Linked DNA regions of Anas platyrhynchos: region 2 is linked to region 1. A link is a contact called in public Hi-C data. All regions are on one chromosome and are shown on one strand. The core of a region is the stretch at or near the end of the contact, and the rest is flanking DNA. Distances in the headings are between cores, read along the strand shown.

Region 1 (2,700 bases), core at 36-2,535:
TGAGGACAATGATGATGGTACACAAGGTAAGGCTTAATGCTTTGCCAGCTTTGTACTCCAGTGATGCAGAGCCACCAGAGCTCAAGTTCAGCTGCTCAGCTGGTGGAATTTCATTCCGTGCATGTTGTTGGCATCATGAATTCAGACCTAGGTGATGAATCTAGGTCTTTAATGTTATTTCTGCAATAGATCTGACAGCATTTCATAGAAACAATGACAAATTGTTGACTTGAGAAGCTTTTTGGTCTACTCAAGGCAATGAACTGTTGAGAGCCTTTGGGAGGACTATATCCGTATTCACCAGAAAAAAATTGGGCTATTTGGGTAAAGGTATATTTTATCACTAAATTCCTGTTCAGCAAGAGATATGGAGAGAATAGGTGAGAAAAGGGCAATGGTCAGAGTCAGATTGATGAAAAACTTTACATGAAGATTGAAATTAATACAGGTCTGTTTCTTCTTTTTAAACACAGAAACCAAATTTGAAGGGGGGCAGTTGGTTTGATCAGAAGGGGAGAAGAAAAGGGCAGGAGGAAGAAGGGAAGAAAATGGGAGGAAATCCAGAAGAGTGAAGATGTGTAGTGCAAGCTATTGCCAGGGAGCTCAGCACAGGAAAAGATGGATAGCAGCCTATCCATCTTGTGCTGAGTCACTGAGGCAAAAAGTGAAGTTTTATGGTGTGTGCAGCTGCATGGTTAGTGATGTGGTGCTTTCCACACCTTCACTGCTGGGTGACCATGTCACTAGGGTTCCCCAGGTGAGCACAGGTGCCTCTTAAAGGTTATCGGCATCTTTCAGCCCTTCACACAGGTATAGCAGAGAGCTGTCTTCATCTTCATTTAAAGCAAAGCTTCTTATGAAAGGCTTTATGGCACTTGCTTATGGATTGCAAACTATAAGCCCTGACTTTGACTTCTGGTAGCACAGTGTCTTTTAGGTGTCCATACTTAGATATGAATTTGACTCTCCAAAAATGTCAGCAAAATAACCACCTAAGACAAAGGGGTCTCTTCTTTCCTGTCATTGGCCTGATGATCATCAGGAAATAACAGATTCAAGTGATCTTTTTGACTTCTTAATGAGATGTAATACAGTGCAGGTTTTCAGTGGTGTCTGCTTTTAATTCTGAAGTCTACCGCTTCCTGTTACAGACTCAATATATTAAAGAAACTTGCTGTCTTGCTTCCCCTCCTACCACACATCAAACAACATTCACCATGGCCTGAATGCAATTTTGCTGTGGTGTTGCTGTCGCAATTGCATGAAGTGGTCACTAGATGATACCCTTACACTATATTCCTGGTATTTCTCTGATTTCCCGTTGGTAGCATTCAGGCAACGTACTGCAGTGCTAGCTTGTAGATCTTGGTGGTTGGCTCCAGCAGGGTGAACATATGGTGCCATATGCACTCCTACTTTCCAGCTGCTTATGTAACACGAAGCAAAAAGTACATTTTCTGCTGCATCTACAACAATAAAACACTAATCAGCACTGGTGGCAAGAGGGAAGTGGCTAGCAGAATTGAGTCTCTGCGTTTTATTTTCCTTGGCAAATTGTAGTTTATAGTAGGAAGTGGTTTTTAAGGGCTTCTGAGGTTTTCTTGTTATTGTCATTGTAGAAAAGTGGGGAAGAGGGCAAAATCCAGCACAGTATAGCAAGCCAGAGGAACATTGTGAACTGTGCAATTCCAAAAACTTTCTGCCTTCAAATGTCACTGCTGTGATGTCTGTATTAGGAAGGTAGATGTATATACCAGGGGCAAGAACTGTTAGTGCCATCACTTGTTTTTCAAAATCTGCCAAAAAGAAGTGCCTTCGTCTCACCTCTTCCTCAGCAAAGATCACATTGCTCTCACTTTATAAATAGAGGCCTCAAATCTTTATACCCTGTCCAAGAGCTAGCTCAGGAAACCAGTGTGTTTGAGTTGTTTTTTTTTTCTTTCCTCCTGCCTGTTCACAGTTGAGTTTAAATTAATTTCAGCATTAGAGTCAAAGGCTTTGGAATTGCTATGGAGACGTATGGATCTTGTTTCTTTTCTGGGGATGAGGTGCTGTTACTTGAGGCTGGCAAATGAGTGTTTGCAATGGAAGTATTTAAGCAGATTGAAAGTAGTGGAAGCCTCCAGATGCCAGGGTCGTGGTGTTGTTTTTCTGTTTGGAACTAACGGAAACCCAGGGTGGGATTTATTTGGCCAAAGGTGAGCTCTCACATCTGAATTAGCTGCCTAAGGCTCCTCTTAAAGGATCCTCGTACAGTCAAGTGGAACTCTAGATAGTATAGCCAGTGTAGTTTGAGGTGTAGTTCTTCCCAGCAGAAGCAGTTCAGGTTATGACCTGGAAGTCCCTGCATCTTTGCAGTGGCTTCGTAGGATTCTAAGGTGGCTAAGTATCTGCATTACAGGCACCAAATCTTGAGTTCAAGTTTAGGTAAGTGCTACCCCTGCCATCAAATTAAGGAAATAAAATTATTGGAAAAAAATAGTGGAGCTGATTTTTTTTTTTAACCTTTTTCACTTTGTTTACTATGAAGCTACATTTGTCACAGTTCTCTCAAATTCTTTAATGAGATAGGTATTTCTATAATGATGCAGCCTGTTTTCATGTTTTCCCTGCAATGCTTTGCAGTTCCAGAACTCTAAAGGCTTCTGGGAGAAACTCAACTCAAACTTGGAGAGTGTGAAGTATGCAGAGCCACACTTG
Region 2 (2,700 bases), core at 108-2,607, 280 kb after region 1:
AGAGTCCAAGATCCAGGTGCATTTCTGTTTCTTCAGGTCATCTACCCACAGCTCAGCTTTCTCTTTCTTTCTGGAGCAGAGCAAGACAGCAGTAGAAAAGCTCTGTAGTGTCTGTACTGAGGCAGAGGTTGTCACAACTACTGAGCTGCTGTCTGAGGCGGGGGGGAGATCCTGAGTTTGGAAAGTAGTACCAAAACCTAGTGCTTCCCTCATTGAGTGTTGTACAGATTTTATTTATTTATTTATTTAGAAATAGCATTTTGTTTCCACGTGTGTTGCATTTAACACAGAGGGACTCAGACCCTCTGTGGTATTTCACCTCTCATCTCACCTCATTTTTGAGGGAGTATTTGATTAGCCATTAAAAATCACTTATCTCCAGCAGAAAAAAAAAAAAAAAATTGAACAGGAAGTGGAGACTGACAGCACTGCTTTCTGCATGACTCTGCATGTTTATCTAATTCACACACTCAAAGCATGCCCAGGAACGATCTTTGGCACTGCAGTGAGATTCCCTGTACCAGTACAAGGCTAAAACACTTCCCAGCCCTCGTTTGGCTCTGGTACCACTCCTGCAAGCCGTGCCTGGCACTGAGCAGCCAGAGCACATGGGACTGCTCGCAGGGCTGCTCCCTGCCAGCTGGCCTTGGCAGAGCATCGTGTTTATTGGTGCAGATGAAGCTGTCCTATTCCTAGCAGTCCGGTCTTTTGGGTACATTCCATACGTCCAGAATACTTCATAAAACAAGACTTTAGATTATTATCTAAATAACTGGATTTCCCTTGTGAGCTTCATTCTGTCTAATGGAAAATGATGGGAAATGCTGAAGTGGCCTATCCTAACTGAATCCCACATGGCAACAGGAGGCTCAGCAAACCTCAGCAGGTGTAAAGCTCTACCCACAGCAGAGCACAGACTGACTAGTAAAACACACAGCTTTGAATGTAGTGAAGCTGACAGCGGTCTTTTAGGAAGAAAACTGACTTTCCTCAACTGTCTTGTTCTGGGAGTAGCATTAGAAGAGCAGAGTGCTTGTCACTTAGGCCTATTTTGTGGCAGTTTACAATTAACCATTAGTTTGAAGGCTGTTTGCTGGCACTTCCCACCGAAAACACGAATTGCAGGGGGAGCCGCGCTCCTGAAGAGAGCACCAACTCGCCCACTCCCCAGGGCTACCCCCCTCAGCCGCCGGGACCCCCGCGAGGGCTAGAAAAAGGGCAGACAGAGACGAGGAGACAGCTTTTAATTGTTTTAATCTCTTAATTTATTGAGGACAAAGCAAGGGACAGCGACAGGGTGGACACATGACCAGTGACAGCTGCGGAAGTATCGGCGCTGCCTGAGGGGAGCGCTGAGGGGAGCGCTGAGGGGAGCGCTGAGGGGAGCCTGCGCAGCTCCCGCCGGAAGCGCCCGGCCACCACACAAAATGGCGGCGCCTACAGCTCGCTTAGCAGTGCGGCGGCTCTTCCTGCCCTGGCGTCCTCGCCTTTTGCGATCGCCCGGCCCGGGGAACCGGGTAGGCGGCGGGGCGAGGACGGGGGGGATCCACGGAGGGCCCCAGCGTCTCGGTGGCTGCCCGCGCTGGCGCTCGGGAGGCCGCGATGGGGGCGGCGGGGGGGTGGTGGTCTTGCTGGAGGCGGCGCGGTGCACGCTGGGAATTGTAGTCCTAGCGGGGGGGCAGTGCGTGCGGCTGCCGCTGAGCATGGCGGGAGCTGTAGTCCTCGCCCGGCTGAGGGGAGGCGGGAGGGGGGCGGCTGCCCCCTCATGGGGACCGGGCAGCGCCGGGCTGAGGGGTGCCGAGCCCCAGGGCTTGCTGCAGACTCCAGTCAATAAATAAATAAACAACACCAAAAGCCACCCTCCCCTGAGCAAACGGGTCTGACTCCATAGCTGCCCCTGTTTTGAATCACAGGACCATTAAAGTTGGAGAAGCCCTCCGAGATCACCGGGTCCAACCACCCCCTACCACCAATGCCACCACTAACCCATGTCCCCAAGCACCACGTCCAACCTCTCCTTGAACACCCCCAGGAACGGTGACTCCACCACCTCCCTGGGCAACCCGTCCCAGTGCCTGACTGCTCTTTCTGAGCAGAAATGGCTCCTCATTGCCAGCCTGAACCTCCCCTGGCACAACTCGAGGCCATTCCCTCTGGTCCTGTCACCAGTTCCCTGTGAGAAGAGGCCGACCCCCAGCTCCCCACACCTTCCTTTCAGGTAGCTACAAAGAGCAATAAGGCCTGCCCTGAGCCTCCTCTGCTCCAGAATAAACACCCCCAGTTTGCAGTCCTTGACATAATTCCTTGCATTGGATCTCCATTCACATTAGAAAACAGGTACCCAAAAAGATTTCAGATGCTAAAGGACATATTCAAGTTCCTACAGGTTTTCTGCCAGAACAGTTGGTTGTAGGGAAGGAGATGAAGTCTACTCCATTTTCATTGTTTTCATGTTTGTTTTTTTTCTTTTTTTTCTGAAGTCAGTTAATGTATTCCCAAATTAAATATTGGCAAATAACTCTGTGTAAAAAATATTTTTGAAAATGCATGCTTTAAAATAGATTTCTGAACTTACATTTAAGTTCAGGAATACATTTTTGGAAGTGCATACTAGGATATAACTTACAGTGTATACATGACTGATGTTTTTTTCTTACAGTCTGTACATGTAGGAACAGGCAGGTTCAGAGTTTCCAAGGC

Evidence for each region. Hi-C and Micro-C count contacts between places; a contact is called where the count stands out from the background.
Region 2: a Hi-C map of subcutaneous adipose tissue shows a contact between it and region 1, with 2.8 times the contacts expected there. The contact joins the promoter of PMPCB here to the enhancer-like site in region 1. A contact is called at or near these places in 2 of 8 Hi-C or Micro-C datasets (small yellow follicle and subcutaneous adipose tissue).

Annotation. Positions count from the first base shown.
Region 1 is chr1:12,977,141-12,979,840 of IASCAAS_PekinDuck_T2T, forward strand. It overlaps GSAP (gamma-secretase activating protein), which reads left to right. Exons shown (of 31, transcript XM_072030397.1): 20 at 2,626-2,700. Among named protein-coding and RNA genes, the nearest start is that of GSAP, 29 kb to the left of the region's middle. Within about 2 kb of position 1,286, at least 1 of the 8 cell types and tissues checked has an H3K27ac peak or open chromatin away from gene starts, as enhancers often do. A contact at or near this core is called in subcutaneous adipose tissue, where this site is marked.
Region 2 is chr1:13,252,667-13,255,366 of IASCAAS_PekinDuck_T2T, forward strand. It overlaps PMPCB (peptidase, mitochondrial processing subunit beta), which reads left to right and starts at 1,358. Exons shown (of 13, transcript XM_027459487.3): 1 at 1,358-1,517; 2 at 2,660-2,700. The coding sequence starts at 1,428.